2 separate regions of the Anas platyrhynchos genome follow, and region 2 is linked to region 1. The links are chromatin contacts, called in public Hi-C maps. All regions are on one chromosome and are shown on one strand. The core of a region is the stretch at or near the end of the contact, and the rest is flanking DNA. Distances in the headings are between cores, read along the strand shown. Region 1 overlaps LOC119713012. Region 2 holds the start of MAFB (MAF bZIP transcription factor B).

Region 1 (7,433 bases), core at 3,576-6,075:
TGAAGGGCTGCCCAGCTGAGCTGATTTATATGATCTTGTGTCATCCTTTTAAATTGGTCTTTCAGACTGGTGTCCTCGGTGTGCATGAAAATAGATGGAAATCACACAGGAAGGTGGCACGCGGCCACGCAGTGTGGCTTAGCGGGACCTGCTGTATTTCACTGCAGGCTGCCACGGCCTTGGGCACTGTGCTTTGACTGATCTCCGTTTGCATCTGCACCTATGGTGGTTTTGCATCTGTGCTAAATAGAGCACGGGCAAAGGACAGTGTTGGGGGGTGTTTGTATGGAGAGGTCTTCTCTTGTTCCCCGTGCGCACTCTCTGGGTGCCCAGCACAAGTTAACTCTGCAGTCTCATATTGGATGGTAACACGGTGCATTACATCCAGTTTGTTTAGAAAATCTGCTGGTATTTCTTCTATTGATTTTTCGGCTTTTTGCCTAAAAAATATAATCCTAAAGCAGAAGCAGACAGTTGAAGCGTTTGCATGAGTGAGAAATCCTTTAAGAGAACTTAGGTTGGACATTTGAATTGAGACCTGTGAGTAGAGAACATTTTTTTCACCTCAGATTTAGACATAAAAAAGGTGATCTCCATGATCCAAAGGCAAATAAATACAAGCTTTTTTTTTTCTTTTCTATTTTGTGTGTGTGTTGTTGCTTTTAACATCTTGAAGTCTTTGCAACTACCTCAGGCTCCATGAAAGTTAAGATTTCTGACTTCTGCATTTTGAAGTATTGCAGGGCGGTCAATACCTTTAAGGATCAATAGCACGGAGGCACAGGAATGAAGGAGGGCAGCTCCAAAGCAAGTGAGGCAAGAAGCAGAGATGGGTGGGAACCGGCCTCTGCTGGATCTTAGCTGGGTTTCTGAACCACAGGACTAAAGAGTGGTCTCATAATGATTGCTCCCAGAGAAGACCCTTCCCTGAATATCTGTTTCCACCACCACCTAATAGGCAAGGCTTATTTCAGAATTCTATTCCAGCTCATTTAAGTTTAGGGACCTTCCCTGTTGCTCATTAATCTCAAGGAAAAATGCAGATGAGAGAAGTTCAGTCGGTGTGCAGCCTCTCCAGATGAGTCTGGGAAAGGTCTTTTCTTTCCTCCTGCTGGCTGAAGGTCAGGAGCCGTGGCTGTATTAAAACTCCTCAGCAGAGCAGGACCCAATTACACCGTCCTTTGTAAGGGCTGGAGACTGCGAGACCATTACTATTGGGTGGGAAGAGCTGGATCTCTCCATAATTTGGTGGGAGATGAGAAACGATCAGAGAACACTGACTGGTGTTTGAAATGGAGTAGGGAAGGAAGGGGCTTTTGCTTTTAATGAAACTGTCACAGCTGCTTTGGGATTCAGCCTGCCGCCCTCTCTTGAAAATAGTACAGGATTGTCCATTAGTGGCACATAGCACTGCAATAAAATTTATGAAAATTATTTATTGCTACATCAAGCTGTATAATTCCTTCTTATAAAGCAAGATATAGCAGAAATGGGGTAAAGGTCAAGCGTTTAGCATTTAGTTCCCAAGTACTATGGCCTTACTTAATGTGAAATGTATCTTTTCAATTAAGAGTAGAAGATAATGAAGTTTATGACAGACCTTATTTTTTCCCATGGTGTTGGATAGCCTGGGCCTGGCCGCAGGGCAAGACATCTCCAATTCACGGAAACTTCAGCTTTGCTGCACGGTGTTTTAGTTCGCCTGTGTTCAGATCATGGTGTCTCTGTTGGGCAGTCCTTGTCCCCTGGATGTGCAGGAGCTCAGGTGGGTAGTTAATCCCGGCAGGTGAAAGCCTCCTCTTGCTGTGGTCAATGGGAATTTTGCCACTGACTTGTTACAGAGTCTGGATTTCAGCCCTAATGTTCTCGGAGAGATATTGATTATATTTGGTGGAAAACACAACAAGGCATTTTATCAGAAAAACAAGCACGAATGTGCAAATAAAAACGCAGAGATAATAAAGGTCAAAGCTGTTTAATGGGCCTTCATAAAGTTATGTACCACTTAAATCCTAATTAACTCCTATTTTGGGCATTTCAGTGGGATTTAAGAAATAGGCTTGTGGAGAACCTCTGCACAGGGTTGAAATTCAACCTTCACAACGAAAATGGGAGGAGGTTAGTTTACATTAGGCATCTGCGTATTTTGTTCCCAAAGTAGCATTTAGGAAAATGGCCACAACCAGCACATGCTGTGTTACAGCCAGCAATTTAATCTGCAGGCACGAATGTATAAAATGCGTGATAGCACGAAGTTTGCACTGCTGTGAGTGTTGTATAATGGAAGTGCTCAGGAAAGCCAGCAGGCTGAGCAACAAGTGGCATTTCAACCCTCTGAGTTTACCACAGCCTCACGTATTTTACGGGCTGGATATTTTTCTTAAGTTTCTTGTATTTCAAATGCTTTAATTATCATGGAAACAATGAGGCTGCATTAGTATGGGTGGAGCTGAGCGGTGTTACTACAATGCAGGGGAAAAAAAATCCATTTATTCTGTGGCTTACAATTTATTTCATGGTTGGTGAAATATCAGTTTATGTGATGATTATGTTACCAAGTATGTGGTATACTGCCTCTGTGTCTAATATAAACAAGTGCTGTATATGGGCTGCACGTGTGGTTATAATGTGATTGTGTGGTATGGCACTGAGATTTGTATCGTGTTTGGGCTGGTCACATTACTCACCCATGGAGACTTTCCTTTTGGTCAAAATCATAGTATCTGTGCAGGTCATCCCGAATGAATGTGAGCAAAACCTACGTGCCACAAGTCTGTCGTCACATATTCCACAGCTGGCACACGTGAGTAGTCGCATTATAGGTTTAATGTTTGCTGAGTCCTTAAAAGTACTCCGGGGACCCTACCTGGAAGGGCTGACTTCTGCATTGTCAGAAGTCCCATGGAACAAACTGTTGAGAAAACCAAGATAATTTCTTTATAGAGAAAGACTAACCAGAGGTTCTTGATGAGAGGAACACTGGGCTGTAGAAATACTAGCTTGATGTTTCTCTGGGCCGTATCCAGATCTTTTGGCAATACAGATGTGACTTGTCTGTGCCTTCTTGAAAGTGAGCAGGGAATTTGCTCTGTCCAGTAGCACATTTAGGTCACAAAATACTAGACCTCTTTCCGCACTAATCCTGCCATCCTTGTCATCTGTTTACTGAGCTTGTACCGCAGAAAAAAATATTTTCAGAGTTGAACCTCAAGAGTAGAAGTGCTTCTACTCATTTCAGCCTCAGTGCCAGGCTACTGGTGATGCATTCAGAGTTGTAAGGTCAAAGACGAGATGGGATGCCTCCCTTCCTACCCTACCAAAGCCAGCAGAAGAGCTGTCAATGCACAAGAGCTTGTGCATTTTTTTTGTGCTCCCAAAGACTTTCCCTCCCCCAGCACACTGTTTTGAAGGCTAACTCAGCAGGCAGACTGTGATGGGAGTTTGGGCCAGGTGGGACTAGTGGCCCCATCACAAAGTCTCTTTGAATAGTCACTGATCTGCCTTTGGTGAGTTGGGGGAGGAAGGAAGGAGGAATGGACAGAACAGGTTTTTTCCTTCCTAGCAGGCAGATAAATGTTACTGTCTTGAGATGGCATTTCAGTCTCTCCTCTTAGTCAAATTCCCTCCCCCCATTCTTCCTTCAGCTTTAATATCTAGGTTTGTCTGATTTTAAACTGGGTTATTTGAATGTCAAACTTTCAATAACACTTTAATAGAGGTGTCCATTAACCCATGCTAAATTACAGCAGAACATCTCTGGAAATACATGTGACATCCACATGAATACCAAATGAATTCATTAGGATCAGTGCTATTACAATGAATACCAAATGAAACCCACAATGATGGGGACATCATCTTCCTGTGAATAACCGACAGTGTTCCTTTGGCACTAGTCAAACACATCAGCTGTTTGTTTCCACTGATGAGAGGTGGCAGACTAGGTTTTGGTTAGATAAACAAATGATGACACCAATAATCACTTAGTTGGTGGCTGTAATGCTTAATAATCACATCCTGCTATCACACGCACGAGAAGCGGTGCTGCACGTTTTATGCATAATGAATCCCAAACACTTCATAAAAGGTGATAACTTTCTTTGACCACTGAATATATTATTTATAAAAGTGCTCCATTCCCTTCCCCCTCCCACCCTTGGAGATCCTTTTAAATTTTTTTTTATCATGTAGACTACACTGGTAGCTCTTCTTAGACTATGAGGTCTTTTCTTATACATAATTTATAAAACAATTTACAAGTGATTTATTTTTAGCAATAAGATAAAACACGGTGTGAAGGGTTTTGCCAACAGAGATATTGACGGTTGGGGAGTAATACTCATGGAGGAGCCTGGGGTCAAGTGAAATTTATTTTTCAGGTTTCCCCTGAGGTGGACCTTAAGGAGACTGCGTTCGTGCTCATTTACATAGTGTGTTAAATAGGCGCACTGCTAAAATTGCATGGCGTTGTATGGCGCCGTGTTCTGGATGGCCTTGAAAAATATCCTTTAACTGAACATATTGGTAGTTAGATCTCGTTGATAGATACAATAAGAGTGTCATTTTTGGATTTTGCCTGCCTTAATGACTGGCTCCTTCTGGCTGGAGCCCTGCTGAGTGGTGGAGCTGCTCTTGTCCACCTAGATGATGTCAAGTCCTGGTTTCTAACACAACTCGTTGAGGAAAGGGGAGGGACTGTGCTGTCTCCTCTCTCCCAGGAGATGGCAGTGTTTAAGAGCATTAGCAGAGCGTCTTGCAAGTCATTAACCTCATGTCCTTGCACCAACCCTGGTTCTCAACAATCGGTAATTCACAAATATCAGGATAGCAGGCTAATGCAAGGAGAAATGTGGCTTGACCCAAGGATGGAGAGCAGGCTGTGTTACAACAGACCTCTTTATATCAGCTGTGGTGGTCTTTGGTATGAATTAGTTATTGTTTGGGGCTAGCATGTAACAAGATGTTCAGAGATGTTGACCTTGCAGCTTTGTACGCTGCACTAGCTCGAACTGGCATTCTCTCGTGCTACATCTTGTTTCACTTCAGCTGAGGTTTTCTGAAGAAACAAAAAAAAAAAAAAGCTCATTTCTAAGAGGACTTTGTCTTGGAGAACTGGTAACCAACATAGCACAAAACGTAATGAGCATCAGTGCCCATATCTGCTCATTTGATAACCACTGAATTAACTTGTAGCCTTTCCCAGTTTCTTCGAAGAGGTGTTGGGAACAAATTGCCAGTGCTCATTTGCTGTGTAAAAATAACTGTTCAAAATTACCTGCTGGGTTCACCAACTGGTGGCTGGCAGAAGTGGAGCTACAGGCTGGGTTTCTGGCACTGTAGGTTGCACAGTCATGTCTAAGTGTGGGATATGCCACCTAATCGGCGTGCTGCTTCTTTCCTGGCATGCTCAGAGAGCTTTTTCATCTGGGTTTGTACCTGGCTGTGTAAGACAATGGAGAAGACGACTCAAATCTCTTGGTCTCTGTTTTCTGTGCAACAAACCGAGCTGCTTCTGACTGTTGCATGTCTGAGCTGGGGAAATGCATAGCTTCTGCAGCCCTCTTCCTGGACGGTCAGCCAGAAGGATAGGCATATTGCTAAGGTGAGAAGGCATAAAGTGAGAATACAGAGACTGGGGATGCTCAGCCATTTTGGGGGCCCGGTAGGGGAAAAAAAAAAACACTGAGAAGGAAGCTGGATGTACAGGCTGGGCTATTCTGAGTGTGCTTTGCTGCAGGATTCCTCCTGTGCTCTCCACCCTGCAGTTTGTCTTGCCGTGTGCTCTTGGTATATCACCGAGGTCTGCCTTGTGCAATCCTGGCCTTGGAGCCGTTCAGCCTATACTCCTAGGGAACTAATTCCACAGTAAACTATTTGTTTTAAATTAGTATCTACAAAGTTGACTCCTTGAACAGCGCGGACTTTGATTCAGGGAGACTGGGGACACACACCCTGGAAAACTGTAAATGCAGGCACTGCCTGCCTGTGCATCCAGAATTCAACAGAGTTGTCAGATAACGCATGAGAGATGGTTAATAATAAATTAAAAACATCACAGCCACGGGGAAACTGCATCTCTCCCCTCCCCCCAAACTCCCCCTCTCTTTTGCTTTTTTCCTACCCCATGGGCTTAATCAGCATCAAAGAGGAACAAATCCAATAAAATGTTTCCCTGAGCCAGGAACCAGCCTGAACTGGATATGCGCACACCAGCCTCTCCTCCTCTCCCCCGACTGCCAGCCCCTTCTCAAAACAGCTGACAGTCGAGGTGAGGATAGAACAAAGGAAGAGATGGGGAATGGTAAATCAGAGACACCCCCCCCAGTCCCTCATCTGGTGTCGGAGAGCTCTGATAGTCCTCCCGTGCTTTTCGGCTACCAGTTCAGAAAGCTTTTCCATCTCCCAGCGTGGCTTTTATCCCACAAAGAGATGTAGGGGGAGGTGAAAAGGGGACAGCCTTTGTTCATCTCTACTTACGCCCCCCTTTTAAAGTAGAATTCAAACAAAAGCCCTCCTGACAAAGTGTGGCGGGACGGATCCGCACACCTGCTGCACCTCAGAGGGTTTTGCTTGGCTGAGAGCGAGCACTGCAGTGCTGGGAGCGCTGCCAGGAGCTGGGGAGGGTCTGTGCTATGGCCCCCTCCCTCCCCACCCTGCCACCCAGGCTCCTCTTGTGCAGGAGCCTCTCTTCAGGGCTGCGGGAGAACCAGAAGGTGTTGGGCCAGATCTCCAAGGGGCGAGGTTTGCTGTGGCTGTATGTGCAGTCAGTGGGGCTGATGTTGCTTTTGTGCAGCTCAGAATGCAGCTGAAAGCATCCACCTGTCTTGTGTGTGAATACTCCAGTAGTGCTTATGGCACCACGAGGTTACAATAAAATAATAATTAAAAAAAGAAAGTAAAAGGGGAGGTGGTTAACAGGAAGACCTAAGGAGAAGGTGGCCTCAGCAAGTTCTTTGCTTTGTGCCGCTCTTTGCAGATCGCTGCTCTGGGTATGCCTGTGTCCCCCCAGGCCATAATATCTAAGCACTTCCTAATTATTAATATTGTGAGTGCATCTTCTCTGTAGCCTTGGAGAGAGTTGCCATCGTTTCTGTCTCAGAGATGAAAACTGGAGCACGGAGGAAGGCAGGCTTTGCTCATGGCCATGCCTAAAAGCCTGTGGCGGAGTTAGGAAGTGAACCCACCTAACTCAGGCTGTGCTCTGTCAGATCGTAGCCAGAAGAACAACCCTGCCATAGGCATGGCTGTGGGAGCATTGTGGGAGCAATTTGGGCATTTGTGTCTGCTCTGTGCTGAGTTCAACTTCCTAAACCTCCCCTGCTGGATTAGAGTGTAACCAGGCTAATGGTGGAGATTTCGAGTAGCTGACAGCGCTGTCTGCCAGTATAATGAACGCTTGGGCAGCGGGCACTTCATAACCCCAAAAGTTTCTT
Region 2 (7,433 bases), core at 3,610-6,109, 540 kb after region 1:
CGTCCCCCCATTGCAGGGCAGCTTATTCTCCGGGCCTGACCCACGCAGCCAGGGACTGGGACCTGCCCCGGCCCCTCTCAGCCTCCCCGGCCCAGCTGGCTCTGACAAAGCAGGGATACGGCTGGGATTGATGAGGGGATCGGGATTTTAAGTTACTGTATTTGCTTTTTCTTTCTTTTTTTCCCACACTCTGTCCTTAACAGGCTGGTTCCCCAAAGGTGGTTTACACCATGCCTGAAAAAGCAGCTCGCTGCTGTTGGAAAGAGAAGCAGGGCAGGGAGATAATATTTTTGGGGGTTGTGTGGTGCTTTGGGTTTTATTATTTTTTAAGAGGGATTTAAAGTTCAACACAGCTTTGAGACCATGAGAGCAGCAGTTCTCGGGCACTCTGCGACCCGGCTCAGGGGCTCTTTTCCCCACACGGGGGCAAGGAGCGGGGCTGATTTCTGCCCCCTCCCTGGCTGTGGTTAGGGGAGCTGGGTGGCTTTCGGCCTTGGGAGCTGCTGGGGCTTTGGGGTGCTGCAAAGCCCCGGGGGTGCTGAGGGTAGAGTTGCCCCCATCTCCACATGCATCTAAAGAGTCTTCTAGACTGCATGTTACTCATGCTTAAAAAGAAAATAAAAATAATTAAAACAAAAATAAAAATAAGGCCAGAATAATTAAAACTTGCAGATGGAGAGGAAGAAAGAGGAAAGTGAATGGCAAGCCCAGATCCCAAAGGAGCAGGGGTAAAGGGGACAGACTTGGCTAAGTCCTCTCCTTTTTTTTTTTTTTTTAAATGTAAAAAGGGGAGAAAAAAAAATCACTCAAGTGCTTGCACTTTCCCTTCACTCCCTCCCCGGAGCCACTCAGGCCAGAGGGGCCGCAGCGGGCAGGGATGCAGCCGAGCCCGGCGCGGTGCTCTGCGGGTGGGATGCTGGGGCAAGGCGGGGAGAATGCAGGGGGGGTGCTGGGGGGCAGCAGGGGAAGGAGCCGGGACCCTGCGGGCAGGAGGCAGCAGCGATCCCGAGCCGCCGCAGCAGCTGCGCAAAGCCCCATTTAAAGCCCAGCGGCGGGCGGCTGCCTTGGCTGGACAGCAGTCGGAGGATAGGTTAAGGTCCAACAGTTTTTCTTCCTTCTTTTTTTTTTTTTTTTTCCGGAACACGAGACGTCAGAGAAGCAGGTCTCTCCAAGAAATGCCATTTCAATGATTTTAATAAGCAAAATAGGAAACAATTTTAATAACCAAAAACAGAAACCAGTCTGAATAAAACTACAATAGACCAGGTTTTTTAATATTTTTCATATCATAAGCAGGATTTGAAATTGATCCCTTCAGAACTTTACATGAAATAAAAACAATTTTTTTCCGCTGCTGCAATGTTTTGATTTCAACACAGTTGAATCAGTAAAAACCAAAGATCGTTTTCTGATGCATGACTAATATCCACAATATTTAAAACTGCAAGCACCATGCTGTTCATTACAATCTTGTTATTACTGTTAATTTATAAACTAATACAAACTTAAAATGCATCCGGCCAGCAGTGCCAGCTATCCTAAAAGGAAACTAAAAAATAAGTTTTCATTTTGGTATTTTTGTCAGTGCAACGTAAATCCTTTTACTGACCTGCAGGAGGAAAAAAAAAAAAGTAATAAAAACACCCATAAGACTCCCAACTACTACTACTATACAACTGCAAATAAATTTTGGCTAAAACTTTCACTCGCTGCGTAGGGAAGCAGAGAAGCAGATTACAAATCATTGCAAAAGAATACACTTAAAAGTTGCAGTATGTCTTCTCAAATAAAAGTTTTAGTTTTATATGCTTTTCCAGCCCACTCATCTACTGCTACCATTGAGAAACCTAACTCCATGGGGACACGGACCACTTGCTGCCGTGCGACTTGCCTCGTAACCAGGAGGGTGGCTTTTTCCCTATTTACTGAAAATGCAGGGGCAGCTTTTTCTGAAAAGGAAAATATGTCTCGTCCATCCCTCGTTTCCTGAGTTTACAATCAGAAGGGAGGCTGCATGGCCAGGTCTAACCACTACAGGCTGGGAATCGTCCTGAAGGAAAGAGCTTCGCTGCCACTTTAAGGCATGCAGTAGGCTCTAGTGACCGATGAGAGTTTTTCCCTCTTAAGTTTAGGTTTGTCAATGCCATTCAGGCGTTTTATCTTCTGCCCCAACAAACAAAAACCAAAATGAAAACTAAAAAAAATACAACTTAAAAGTGCACCAGATATACAAAGTTTTTTTTTTCTCCTTTTTTTTTTTTTGAATGCAAAATGCCCATAACTTCTTTTTAAGTATCTCTTTAATACCAAACAAACCGTATAACCAGCCTGCTGAAATGTTGTTTTTGTTTTTTGTTTTTCCTGTGCGGTTTGAAGTAGCAGATATTTACAAGCTAACAACCATAAAAGAAAAATAAGAGCAAAACCAACGAACAAAACTGCACAAGCAGTAAAAAGTTTTGATAACTTGTGATGCTTTTCTTATCGATGAAACAAAACAACAACAGAAATCTATGATCGATGATCAACATGCTAAAGTTAAACAAGAAAATGGTACAAAATAGAAATTATTACCATACATGTCCAGCATGCAGGATTAATATTTTTAATGCAGATTTTCGTATTTTTCTATATAATCAAGCAGGCAATAAAACTGATGAGTTTTTCTTTCTTTCCTTTCTTAGATTGAATGTCCCATCTGAGTCCTGTAACTTATTTCTCAAAGCAGGCAATATATGAAGAGTTTGCATATATTGTCCTTTTTATTTATTCTCTTTTTCCAAGCAGGTAAATTGTGCATGAGATGGTGCTGTATATGTCCTCTCTTTCCGAGCAGACAGTATGTTATAGATGGCTTGTTCATTGTCCTTTTTTATTATTATTCTCTTAAAGTCCATCTTGTTCTGCAAGCAAGCGATCTATAAAACGCTTCACTTGTCCTTTCCTCCTTTGCCTCTGCCTCGGTCCCTCTCTCTAACTCACAAACGAAAGTCAAAAAGTTGCACTTTACCTCTCCCGTCCCCACCCCCAGCCTACTTTTCCCACAGCTAATCTAGAAGTTTGGATGCTGCAAAAAAATCAAGTCTCTATTTTTCTCTCCTTCTTTCTCTCTAGTCAAGCAGACAGATGGATGAAGATGTCAGAAGAGGATGGGAGCGGGGGGGAAGGTGATGGGGGTCGGGATTCAGGTGTGGGGTAGGTTTTTTTTGTTTTGTTTTTTAATTATTTTTGTTAAGCACTCACATGAAGAACTCAGGGGAAGACGGGTTGTCACTGGTGGAGCCGGCCTCTCTGAAGCCATTGCTGGCAAGTTTCTCACACTTGAGCTTGTAGGCGTCTCTCTCTCTGGCGAGCCGGGTCACTTCTTGCTTGAGCTGTTCCACCTGCTGAATGAGCTGGGTCTTTTCATTCTCCAGGTGGTGTTTCTGCTGGACACGTTTGTACCTGCAGGACTGGGCATAGCCCCTGTTCTTCAAGGTCCTCCTCTTCTGCTTGAGGCGGATCACCTCGTCTTTGGTGAAGCCTCGGAGGTGCCTGTTGAGCTCCCTCACGGACATGGAGACCAGCTGGTCATCGGAGAACCGGTCTTCCACGCTGCTGGAGGGGGGATGCTGCTGGTGCGAGTTCTGGAGCTGCTGGGAGGAGTTGGAGGAGGTGGAAGGGGTGGGAGAGGCCTGGTGGTGGTGATGATGGTGGTGATGAGGGTGCCCGCTGCCGGCCAGGTCTTCATGAGTGACCGCGGGGTACTGGTGGTGGTGTTGGTGATGGTGATGATGATGATGGTGGTGGGCCCGGAAGCTCTCAAAGCCTTGCAGCTGCTGGGACACCTGGTGGGACCCAATGAGGGCTTCAACCGCGTCCTCCGGGGTGAGGTTCAGCGCCTCGGGGTTCATCTGCTGGTAGCTGTTGGCCATCCAGTACAGGTCCTCCAAGTGGGTCTTCTGCTCGGTAGGGCTGAAGCTGGGCGAGGAGGGCACAGAGCTGCAGGGAGTGCTGATGGGGGTGGACGAGACGGAGCCGGCAGGCTGCAGGCGGGTGCAGTGCCTGCCCGAGCGGTCGTTCCTGCCCAGGGGCTCCTTCTTCACGTCGAACTTCATCAGGTCGAAGTCGTTGACATACTCCATGGCCAGGGGGCTGGTGGGCAGCTCGGCTCCGATGCTGAGCTCTCCGGCCATCGCTGTCTTGGGGGCACCTCTCCGGGCGGAGGGGGCTGGAGACCTCACTCCAGCGTGCAGCCTGGCAGAGGGCTGCCCGCTCTCCTTTACTCCAAAGAAACTTGGCCTCGGCTTCCTCGCTTTCCTTTCCGCCGCTCCCCCCTCGGCCGCCTCCTTCTCCCGGCTTCTTGGGGCTTCTCGTTTCGGAGCAACAAAGCCCGAGGACGCCCGGCCGCCTGCTGCCTTTCGGTGCGGGCTCGCAGCGCACGGCGGGCTGCGGCAGCTCCTAGCACTCAGCCGCCGGGCTGCACGCCGAAAGGAGCAGCGGCAGCAGCAGGAGGGCAAAAGCAAAGCAAAACAAAGATGCTGCCTCCGGGTCGGCGCTGGAAGAAGGCCGGTGCGCGGCGTCTAACCCGTGCCCCCGTCCGCGGTTTGTAAGTCCGGAGCCTCTCCTCTCCCCGCAGCCGCGGAGCTCCGCAGCCTGCCGCAACTTTCCAGCCCGAGCGCGCTTCGGGCTTTGCACGGGAGTTTTCGGCGGAGCAGGGGAAGGGGAGGAGGGAAGAGGGAGGGGAAGGAAGGAGGAGAAAAAGGCGAAAAAAAAAAAAAGGAGAAAAGGGGGGACGAGGGGAGGAAAAAAAAAAAAAAAAAAAACAAAAAACAGGGCTCCGCTGGTAGCTGCCGCCTCCAGCGCTCGTTGTGCAGCTGTGCTTCGCAGCGCAGCCCCCCTTGGCTTCTTATACGGCCGTGCCCGCCGACAGCGCGGCGGGGGCCGGGGCCGGCGGCGGCCTCGCCAATGGCAGAGCGGCGGCGGGGCCGGGCCGAGCCGGGCCGGGCCGGGCCGGGCTGGGCGGCAGCGGCGGGGGCGGCGGGGGCGGGCGGCGCCGTGACAGCTCCGCAGCGCCAGCTGAGCGGCCGCCGCTCCCAGCCCCGCTCCTCCCGGTGCTCCCCCCTCCCGCGCCACCGCCTCTTTTATTTATTTATTCTTATTTATTCTCTTCCCCCCCCACCCCCCCTCCTCTCACCCCTCTCCGTTCGTTTTCGGCCTCGGCAATCCGCAAAGGAGGAGGGCTCGGGGCCATCCTGCCCGTCCCTTTGTTCTAAATATAACAAAGTCCCTTCGTGCCCGCTGCCGGCCCGGAGCGAATTGCGAGCGGTCAGCTTACCCCCAGCCCCCGCACACGCGGAGCCGCTTCCAACTTTATGGAAACGGCCCCGGTGCGAGGGCAGCGCGGGGAAATGCCCCAAAATGCCCCGAACGCGCCCCGGGTCCGGCCGGCAGCGAGCGCGGGGCCGCGGGAGGTGCCCGGGGAGATGCGCGGGGAGCGGGGCTCGGCGGGGCTGACAGCTCTGCTCCGACAGCCGGGGAAACCCTCCCGGTGACGGGAAGCAAATCTCTCCCTAAAGTAAAGCAAAGGCATTGACACAGACAATTGCAAATACTGGGGAGAGAAGGGAGAAAATAGAATTACATTTCAGTTCTGAGGGGACCGTGTTTGCTTTCCTCCGCTCTTCCCCGAGTAAGTGACTGCATGCAAACGAGTACTCGACTTGTAAGGTTTTTTGGATTCTTTTTTTTTTTTTTTTTTTGGTCCGGTAACAGGATTTTCTTTTTTTTTTTTTTTTTTGAACATTTTGTAACGATTAAGGGAGATTAAGGCTTCTTTTTACACTGTTTTTACGCTCAAACAGACAGAAAGTGCGACCCCAAGTGTCCTTTTGGAGAATAACAGCCACATTTCACGGGGAAAAAAACACCCGGGAAAAAAAAAAAAGGAGCGGGGCTGCGCCCACCCTGCCCGGCCGCTCCGGACCTGCGGCTCCTCAGCATCCCAAATCCCCCCAATCTAATTTATTTACCTCCCCCTAAAAACAAACAAACAAACAAACAATCAAACAAAAAGTTTTAAATCCTTTTTCTGTTTAGAAATTAATTAGAAAGGAACTGCCTTTCTGGTGCTGGGACAGAGAAAACGTCGCGAAAGTCCCCAAGCGGAGTCCCCCGGCGGTCCCTCCCTGCCGGACCCGAGGCCGTACGGGGGCGATGCCCGCAGCCTGGCCCCATTTGTCCCGCTGCCCCACAGCCCGGTAGGGAACCGCGGGGGCAAAGCCACGCAAAGTGCTCCCTTCCCCGAAAAGTTGCGGGTGGGACACCGGCAGCGCGATGGAGGGGGGACGTGGGAACCGGGGGTGGGGGTGGAACTGGATAAAATGCCCCTTTTTATTATTATTGCAGGCGCTCCAGGGCTCAGTTTTGTGCGGCAATGCGCGGAAAGGCCACCTGGTCTGCATTTTCCTCCCGAGCTTTGGAGGGCATTTAACTCCCGGTACGGCACCGCCTGGGATCGGTGCACGTCGGTGCGCTCCGCACCCGCCGGCAATGCCCACGCGTGATTTTTCTGGGGCTGATTGAGCCCCTCCGGACCCCGATCCCGGCCGAGAAGAGGCTGCCCCCCGGGGAGCAGCAGCCCGCCCTTGGCTGTCTCCTGCTCCTTGAGTGTGCGCGAACACGCGTGGGACACCCCTTGCCGGGACACCCCCCACCTTCCCCGTGCACTCCCCGCCGGTAACGCGTGGGAGCTGCGGGCTCCGCACGGGCACCGCGCCCCTGGGTTCCCAGCGGTGCCAAATCGGGGAAATCGCCGGGTTTTGGCCGGTAACGAGCGGCACGGAGAGGCGGAGAGCCGCGCGGTGCCCCGCCGGGGAGAGGCCGGGGCCGGGCGTGGGGGCAGAGCGGAGAGGGACAGGAGCTGCGTGGTCCCCGTCCCGCAACCGCTGCCTCCCCGGAGGCTGGGGGAGAGCCGGCAGCGTCCCTCGGAGGCCCGCAACAGTTATTATTTATGAGGTCCTGGAAAGTACATGGCTAGAGCTTTATTTTTACCTACACATTAAACGGTATCGTGGGCAGGGATGTCGCCCAGCAGAGGGAAAGGGGACCCTGGCGAGCGCTCGGGAAGCTCAGAGGCAGCCCTGAAAAAATGTGCCATTAGATGGATAATACTTCTTTTCTTTTTTTTTTTTTTTTTCCTGTCATAATTACTGAGGTATATTCACAAGGTGGAGCTACTGAAAGGCGGAGGAAGCATTGATCTGATTATCTCCTTGTCCGTACACACTCTGTCTCTTCTTAATCTTTTAAGCCGTGAATTGCAGACCGGTTCTGCGTGTCCATCATCATCGTCATAAAATTTCGGGGCACTTTCTGGGTCCATTTATTTGCTCTTCCATCCCTCGTTCCCCTCCAGAAAATATATCCCGCAAAACTTGCGGCGTTACACGGCT

The links. Hi-C and Micro-C count contacts between places; a contact is called where the count stands out from the background.
Region 2: a Hi-C map of F5 follicle shows a contact between it and region 1, with 3 times the contacts expected there. The contact joins the promoter of MAFB here to the enhancer-like site in region 1. A contact is called at or near these places in 3 of 8 Hi-C or Micro-C datasets (F1 follicle, F5 follicle and subcutaneous adipose tissue).

Annotation. Positions count from the first base shown.
Region 1 is chr21:7,629,881-7,637,313 of IASCAAS_PekinDuck_T2T, forward strand. All of the region lies in intron 2 of LOC119713012, which reads left to right. Among named protein-coding and RNA genes, the nearest start is that of TRNAG-UCC, 110 kb to the left of the region's middle. Within about 2 kb of position 4,826, at least 3 of the 8 cell types and tissues checked have an H3K27ac peak or open chromatin away from gene starts, as enhancers often do. A contact at or near this core is called in F1 follicle and F5 follicle, where this site is marked.
Region 2 is chr21:8,169,843-8,177,275 of IASCAAS_PekinDuck_T2T, forward strand. It overlaps MAFB (MAF bZIP transcription factor B), which reads right to left and starts at 4,860. Exons shown (of 1, transcript XM_005012046.5): 1 at 1,177-4,860. The coding sequence starts at 4,175. The coding sequence ends at 3,240.